Regions from separate parts of the Mus musculus genome. Here region 1 is linked to region 2. A link is a contact called in public Hi-C data. All regions are on one chromosome and are shown on one strand. Each heading gives the region's core, a stretch centred on a gene start, on an enhancer-like site or on the middle of the called end of the contact. The rest is flanking DNA. Distances are from core to core; before and after follow the strand shown. Region 1 overlaps Gm33562 (a long non-coding RNA gene). Region 2 overlaps Gm33459 (a long non-coding RNA gene).

Evidence for each region. Hi-C and Micro-C count contacts between places; a contact is called where the count stands out from the background.
Region 1: a contact with region 2 is called in a Hi-C map of liver, with 21 times the contacts expected there. The contact joins two enhancer-like sites. A contact is called at or near these places in 3 of 39 promoter capture datasets (embryonic stem cells and liver) and 8 of 484 Hi-C or Micro-C datasets (all in liver).

What each region holds. Positions count from the first base shown.
Region 1 is chr9:74,790,714-74,795,000 of GRCm38.p6, forward strand. It overlaps Gm33562 (a long non-coding RNA gene), which reads right to left. Exons shown (of 4, transcript XR_870924.1): 4 at 1,869-1,960. Among named protein-coding and RNA genes, the nearest start is that of Gm22315, 11 kb to the left of the region's middle. Within about 2 kb of position 2,883, at least 4 of the 459 cell types and tissues checked have an H3K27ac peak or open chromatin away from gene starts, as enhancers often do. A contact at or near this core is called in liver, where this site is marked.
Region 2 is chr9:74,519,795-74,524,055 of GRCm38.p6, forward strand. Gm33459 (a long non-coding RNA gene) reads right to left here. Exons shown (of 2, transcript XR_379628.2): 2 at 1-1,889. Among named protein-coding and RNA genes, the nearest start is that of Gm33459, 6.8 kb to the right of the region's middle. Within about 2 kb of position 2,872, at least 3 of the 459 cell types and tissues checked have an H3K27ac peak or open chromatin away from gene starts, as enhancers often do. A contact at or near this core is called in liver, where this site is marked.

The DNA.
Region 1 (4,287 bases), core at 1,633-4,132, 270 kb after region 2:
AGAGACCCTGTCTCAGAAATTAAGGCAGAGGGTGATAGACCAAGAAAATGTGTTTATGCTCACACCCACACAAACATGTACACACCTACACAGCACACGAGTACGAAAATGGTCATATCTAATGTATGCTTTGTGGTTTGTCAAAATTGATTTGCATTCAATGAGATAAATAGAATGCACCACTACGCTGCTTGCAACTATTTCAAACTGGGGTGAAAATGCTGAGGGTTAGAAGACAATTCAGTGTTTTGTATTGTGATTTACTGAAGGGTCTCTTAATTATGTTTTGACAGGTACAAGCTCAGGATGGGAGCCAACTGTGCCTCAGCTCAGCAAATGTCAGATGGGATGCTCTCATAAGAGTAGTGAAGAAAACTTCCTGGGGGTAATTAATACTCCTGGTTCCCTGTTCACATGGGGAAATGTCATGGGGCCATGAACTTAGAATTCATGGGAAGGGAAAAAAAACAAAAACAAAAACCTAAATTAAATCAGAATCTGGTCATGTCCTGCCTTCCCTTCTCTGGTATGTGGGAATGAGGGGGAGTGTGGTAGGCTGAGAGCACTCACTGGACCGAGTTCATCATTTCTGCCCACTGCCATAGCAGCCTTCAGTTAGCTCCTAGTGAGGCTTCCAGCCTCTGTCTGCAGCAGAATGGCTCCCTGAATCTGAAGCTAGGATTGCCCATTCCCGGAGCCTGTCCCCGCCACTCTTGACATCCAGCCTCTTGGAACTCATGTGGGATTAAAGTGACTGGTAAGCTGGGCACGCATTGTAAACACAATGCTCTGCAAACATGAGAGGCTGAGTTGAATTCTCAGAACCTACAGGGAAAAAAAATCTGAGTATCGTTGTTCATTGCCACAACCCCGATACTGGGAAGTAGAGACAAATCCTTGAAGCTCATTGCCAGCCCGCATAGCAGGTCTACTGAGAGAGCCTGTCTCAAAAAACAAAAGTGGAGAATAATCAAGGAAAGACCTAATGCAGATGTACACACATGCAGGCACACTCATATCCACAGCCATACACCACAAATACAACACACATACACACACATACTTTATTACAGTGTGTGTGTGTGTGTGTGTGTGTGTGTGTGTGTGTGTGTTTGCATACATAACAAAACCCACATGTGGAGGTCAGAGAACAGTTTGAGGGAGTCAGTTTTCTCCTTTCACCATGGAAGACACAAAAAATCAAAATTAGGTCATCTGGATCAACAGCAAGTGCCTTTACCTACCGAGCCATAGCACTGGCCCTAAATTTTTTTCATTAAAAAAAAGTAATAAAATAAAGTGACTAACGAGCCAGGCACACAGTCAGTGCCTCGGAATCTACTCCCATGGAAACCCTCTGATCTACATCTTTACTTTCTTCCATTCCCTTGTCCATCCCAGGGAAGGAGTGGCTTCTCCACTACCACTCAGGACCTACCTACGCCTGAAGCACAGACACCATGCGTGGGTCACAGGGTAGGAAGCCAGCCTCTCTGCATCCTGGCCTTGTAGGCCATCAAAGCAGTGGCATCCATGGCAGGGCAGCAGCTGGATGCCCAGCCACTTCTCTCAACATGGTCCTGAACTTTCTCTAAGCTAAAGATGTTCTTCATTGCCCAGTTAGGGTAGAGAGAGCACAAGGAAGAGAGAATGGCTTGTTGTGTGGCACGGGGGACCAACAGTTTGTTCTTTCCAGTGTGGCCTACAGCACAGCACTTCCAGACACTAATTCCTGTTGTCAAAAGACCCTAAAGAGTGCATAAAGGCATTTGTTTATATACTCCCATTTCTAATACATAAAATAGACTTACTCTGTTGTGGTGGTGGTGGTGGTGGTTCTTCTTCTTCTTCTTCTTCTTCTTCTTCTTCTTCTTCTCCTCCTTCTTCTTCTTCTTCTTTTCCTCCTCCTCCTCCTCCTCCTCCTTCTTTCTTTCACAAGAGATATTTTCCCCTGCTCTGCCTTTCAAATGCAAGAGGAGAATGAGAACCTGAGGATCCCCAACCTTCATTCATGAATAATCATTTTTTTCCTTGTGCTTTTTTCACATTGCAATGCGTTTAAAAGGCGCTGATAGAGTGCAGACCTGACGACAAACAAGTCACGGGTGCTTTGAAATCATTTCGAGTCACCAATGTTTTGATGCCTTTTTTCCCCTTAAGCATGATGTCTTTCGTGTGAATAGTGAAAAAAAAATGTTTGTAGTAACAATTGTGGGGGTGGGGGGAGGAGGCATAGGAGGAAAAAAAAATAGAAATCCTGTTTGTGTCCATAGGTGCATTGCTGCTGTGAGGGGCTGCAATTTGACTTTGCACAAAAAGGGCCACTGAACAGAAGGTCAAGCAGCTGTCCATTTCCATATCAAAGACACTATCAAAAGGCCAAGAGGCAGTTCACCCAGCAGTCCTTTAGCAAACAATATTCTTCTCCCCTCTCATTTATGATATGTTTTTTATTGCCAAAATAGTTGAGCAAGAAGTTCTCTGGTTCATTTTCTCAGAAACACAAGTGGCTTGTGTGAGGTTGTTGGGACACGTATTCGTTCACAGAATTGGAACTTTTAAGTAATGAGGAACCATTTGAGGACACTGTTCAAAGGTTTTGCAGCAAGGTGACAAACCACAACTAAACCCAGAAGATCCAAGAAGCCCCCAGCTCCACAGTACAAATTATCACATCTGTGAGAGGAGAGCTTTACAAACACCTCAAGGATTCAGCCAGAGCCCCTTGCAGAAACAACGGGAGGAAACCACAGAACATTGGAAACTGAGACTTGTGCTGCTGGATCTATGAACTATTACATCACACCTCATGGGTGTTAGCAAGAGCCAAGCTTGGCCAATCCCTATTTGTCATGAGCCTGTCAGATTGCAACATGCCACAAAAAAGGAGGAGAACTTTGGAACCTTGGGAGATGGCTCAGTCTAGATGCTTCCCATCACAGGGACATGAAGACCTGAGTTCATCAGAGACCTTATCTCAAAAAGCAGGGTGTGTGCAGAATGATTGAGAAAGACACCTGAGCTGATGTCACTCTCTGACTCCCACATGCACACATACACATGCACCACACACATGAACACATATGCACACAAGTGACATGCACACACACACAAAGGCCAACTGGAATACAGATGGGCTGTCACCAAGGCCATCGCTCAGCATTGGTATGCTCTGTGAGCTTTGAGATGAGCAGGCCTCTGGCCACCACTAAATACACTAATTAATTAATGGAGATGGTTGGTGGAAACAGCCTTACTCTATGACCAGCCTATTGAGGGGATGGGGGCAGATTGGATCATGTGATCAGACCCACCAATGCAAGAGTCAAAGCCACATTCGCCCACTGCTCCCAGAAATGTGAGAAGAAGCTAAAGAAAGGTCCGGTGCTGCATGGATGCAGATGTGACACAAACAGCTGGGATTAGGGGAAAATCCAAGGTACAAAATAATTGCTTGAAATGAGTGGTCAGCAGACACCGATTATCATGACAGGAGGAGCATAGCCAGTGAGGTTTCGAGTCATGGGCCAGGCCAGATATTCAGGGTCTTAACGTTCCTGGGAGCTGTCTTTAAAAAGTCCTCACTTTGCCATCTTTAACCCTTTTCTCTGTAAAATGATACAAATGGCTTCTCAGTTTGTCCTTTTACTCCCACAGCAGCAGGGGACTGGATTGATCCCTCCCGAATGGCCAGTCATTAAGGGCTCAGAGCAGCCATGGAAATCACGTAGAGGTCAAGGTAGGGCAATTTCTTTGCTGCTGTGGCCATGCTTCCAAGGGGGAGGGATGCATTTATATGTAACAACTACTCTATTTTGAAAACGTGTCTTGCTATGAAGGAAAATACATTTACTTCCAAAGGTGCCAGCAGTTTTGAATTATGCCACAGAAATCTGATATAATTTCCATTTCCTTATTTCACCTTTAAAGGAGCCTTATTTAAATCATCGGTCATGTTTACAGGACCAAAAGGTGTCTTGCTTTCTTTTCATTTACATTTTTCCAAAGATGCTCTGTCTCCAGTGCTTAAGAGAAATGTCTGTGGGTAAGGAGACAAATAGAGGGAAAGGAAAGAGAGATGAGAAATGGGAGACAGAGAGGGGAAAGGGAAGGGAAGGGAGAATCTGAACTTGGTCCCTGCACAGGCTGTTTCAAGAAGCAACTTCGGGGAGGCTAGAGAACAGCTGAGTTCGGATCCCCATGAGTGTGTAATCCCAGCTCTGGGAAGAAGGAAACAGGTAGATACCTGGGGACCTCTGGCCAGCACGTCCAATTGCATCAGTGAGC
Region 2 (4,261 bases), core at 1,622-4,121:
CTAACCAGCCAACAACTATCCATAGCTCATCAGCTATATATGAGAGCTCAGATTTTTTTCGAGACAGAGTTTCTCTGTATAGCCCTGGCTGTCCTGGACCTCACTTTGTAGACCAGGCTGGCCTCGAACTCAGAAATCTGCCTGCCTCTGCCTCCTGAGTGCTGGGATTAAAGGCGTGAGCCACCACGCCCGGCTGCGAGAGCTCAGATTTTATGCAGCATAATGTATGCCATGTTCCAGTCTTCCAATAAGCCAGACTTTGCAGCATGTAAGTGCATGCTTGTGTTGGCTGGGAGAAGGTGAGACTGGAGGATATTAGAAGAAGGGAGAATAATTTTAGGAATTTGCCGTGCCAGTGAATAGGACATAGCTACCACTCACAGCTGTATAATCTTAGAAACTTGCTTAGCCTCTCCCTGCACATTTCCTCACAGAAAATGGAGACAATAGCAGCGGTCTCCTGTGCTTAGTGTTTGTGTCCAAGGCAATCGTGGTTGTAAAAATGTTCAACATCATGCAGGTAGAGCTTAATGACAATGATTAAGGTGCTGTGATAACACTGCAGAGGGATTGTTGTTGTTGTTGTTGTTGTTGTTGTTTGAAGCAAGATTGCCATTTGCTCTCAAAACTTATTTTTAAAATGAAAGAAACCTTCACCTTGGAAGTACCTACCTAGTTTCAAATGCTTCATTTACTACAAAGGAAAGTACATTCTAAGCAGGTATTATGGCTTCGCCAGTATAGACAAGGGACAAGAGCCAAATAGATATATCTACTCTCTCCACCCTTTGTCACATTTGCGTAGTCATGAGGAAGGAGAAGCTGCTTTCTCTTCAACAGTGGGTTGCTCAAAATCTCAGTGAATCTGTCCTGTCAAAGCAGTTTGAGCCACATAAAAGGGGAGACATTAAGTAAACTCGGGCACCAGCCAACAGCATATATTGATTGATTTCTGTGTGAAGAGTGTTGCATTTTGTGCTGAATGGGATCCCGTATGTTCATTCTCCAAGGCAGGGAGTTGACCTGGTATAGGTTGACCTGGGTTTTTCTGTAAAAGCATTCCCCAGATAGCAGCTTAAGCAGCTGTTAACCGAAAGAGAAAACTCCTTTCCCGATACCTTTCACTCTCAAGCCTCGTGGTGCTCCCAGGATATCTTCTGTGCTGTGGACTGTTTTGTTTATCCTTGCTGCACAGCCTCTCCGCGGACCTGAGAAAGGCTTGAGACCTTGGAGCACAGGCAAAGAACTCAGCTTTGCAAGGTTTAAAAATAAACAAGGGTGGACTGGGTAGCAAGACAAAGGTATCTGAACTTTTGATAATTCATTTTCAATTTGGTGATCACCTTGGATATTTAATCATGTTTAGATTGCATTTGTATTTCTCCCTACAAATTAGTGAAGGTTGCAAAAGCCTCTTGTTCATAAGATGGGAGCCTTTATGTTTGATTTTGCTCTTTCCTCTTGGGTGTCCTATGACTGTGGATCCCACCTGAGCTCCTGATGGTTATGTATCAGCTGTATCTACACTCCAAAGAGAGAGACCTCAGAAAGGGCCCCTAACATTCATATCTGTGTGCTCTCTGTAGGTGTTTGGGTTTGGCTGGTCTTCACTCTCTTGTCCCATTTCAACCCTCTCAATCAATATTCATTTGTATTTCAAAAAAATCACATTATTTACATTAATCCAAGTTCTCCCTCTGAATTCCTTTTGGAAATTGAAGAACTGTGAACATTTCTATGCAGCAGTATTCTCTATGTCTTCATCGTTTCACACCCTCAGTAATTGTTCTTGGCAAAGGTGTTTGGTTTTCTGTCCATCCGTGCTGTGTGTTGCCTGGATAAAGAAGTGAGGACTAGCCATCCACACTGGAAGTTTAAGACCTCTCGGGCTGCAAGAGAGGAAGTATTAAAAGAATGTCAAATTGGGATTCTATGAATATAAATGGTCAGATACACCAAAACATAAAAGCAAGCAAAAGTTCTCTTGGTTCTAATTGGTTCAGCCTCTGAAATTTGATACTTTAATTGCGGTGTTCTTGGACTTCTACCTAGGAGTGATTATTGGAAGGAGCTTAAGCTTTTGCCTATAAGGTGGCTGCAGAGAAGAGGCAAGAGCCAAGCTTCAAAATGAGTCTGCCTGGAGCAGAAATCAATAAAAGAAAAAGAAGGAGGAGGAAGAGCAAGAAGAGAAGGAGGAAGAGGAGAAAGAAGAGGACAGGGGGAGGGGGAGGAGGATAAGAGAAGGGAAGATAATGCAAGATAATGATTGATACAGATAGACAGACAGACAGATATGTAGATGATAGACTGATAGATGATAAATGGATAATAAATAAAAGATAATTGATTGATAGACATCTGATATGCATACAGAGATGAGAGAAAGAGATGATGGATAATTAAGTAGGTAAACAGATAATGCCAAACATAGACATGATAGATGAATGATATAGCTGATAGGTAAATGTTTGATAGAAGCATATATTTTAGTTATATAGAGATAGACAGACACTCAAGAGGAAATTAAGTAGGTTATTAAAATGATAAGTAAGTACTATTATTTTCAAAGTAAATTTCAAAATAAGAGTCTCAAATGCATTACTCTAATTTGTCATTTTGTTGGGAAAATTTTCCCCTTTCTCTTCAAAGAAATATTACCTGGGGTTCATTAAACAAGGGCTTGACAAATAGATTATGAAACTACCTACAAAGACAGGCAATTTTTATTTGTCTTTGAATTTTAGCCGTTCATTAGTCCACTTTTTACCTTTATTTGTTTTCAAGAAGTGAGGAAATGTGGGTGTGTCACAGGGTGTGTGTTAAGGTCAGAGGGCAACTTCCAGGAGAAGTTTCTTACCTTATGCCATTTGAATTCCAGGGATCAAACCCAGGTCCTCAGGCTTGGGGCAAATGCCCTTAGCCCTGAACCATCTTAGCAGCTCTGTTAGCTCACTTCCCCAGCAGAATCCTTCTCAGCTATGAAAAGGAGGAAACCGCAGTCTCCACTAGGGAAGGAGACTACCAGAGGGAAGCAATGCTTCAGCAGAGCCCCACGGAGGGGAGGGGGCTTTGAACTGTACTGGAAACCAAAGGCGACCTATTAAACTCCAGTACAACTTTTTACCATCTCGTTCTAAGGAGACCAACTCTCTTTAAACATGGGTCCTGTTTGCACACCAATCTAAATGAAGGATTATAAATAAACTATATATGAGGTGGTTGGGGAGATGGCTCAGCAGTTAAGAGAACTTGGGGCTCTTGTAGAGGAACTAAACTCAGTTCCCAGCACCTACACTCGGCAGCTCACAACCATCCATAACTCTAGCTCCTGCCGTCCTCTAATATCTGCAGGCACAAGCAAACACACATGTACACACCCACATATATATTTTTTAAATCTTGAGAAAAGGAAAAACATGAATTCACGTGACTGAATAGGCTCAGAGTCTCATCCTGAAACCCAGCAAGCAGCTTTACTCAGTGTCCTCATTTTTTTATTAGATATTTTCTTTATTTGCATTTCAAATGTTATCCTCCTTCCTGGTTTCCCCTCTGAAAATCTCCTATCCCATGCCTCCTCCCCCTACTCACCAACTCAACCACTCCCACTTCCCTGTCCTGGCATTCCCCCACACTGGGGCATCAAGCCTTCTCAGGACCAAGGGCTTCTTCGCCCATTGATATCTAACAAGGCTATCCTCTGCTACATATGCAGCTGGAGCCATGGGTCCATCCATGTGTACTCTTTGGTTGGATTTAGTCCCTGAGAGCTCTGGGGGTACTGGTTAGTTCATATTGTTGTTCCTCTTCTGGGGCTGCAAGCTCATTAAGAAATCTATCACAGCCTGCCTTCGTAAAATGAGGGAAGTCTGCAGCTCTCCAACCCTTCCTTTCCTCAGGCATCTTTATCACACTCGTCCTAGAAATCCAGAGTCAGTGAGAAACACCCTACACTCCTCAGTTTATTTTTTATAAAGCTCCATTCACTTCCCATCCCCCGCACCAGCCTTATCTGAGCCAGTCACTTCAGAGTGACTTTGTGGCTCATTGACTTTTGGGTAGGGTTGCAGCCCAGTACAACTGTGTGAGCATCCCCACCTCCAATTATCAGGTACACTACCACTGACTGCCCCAAACTCAGATATCCTCTGACTCTCAGGTCAGTGTCCCCTGGCTGATGTATACATAGGAAGAGGATCATACCTTTTATCTTATTGTGATGACTCTTGGATCAACAAGAACAACAACAAAATCATGGAAA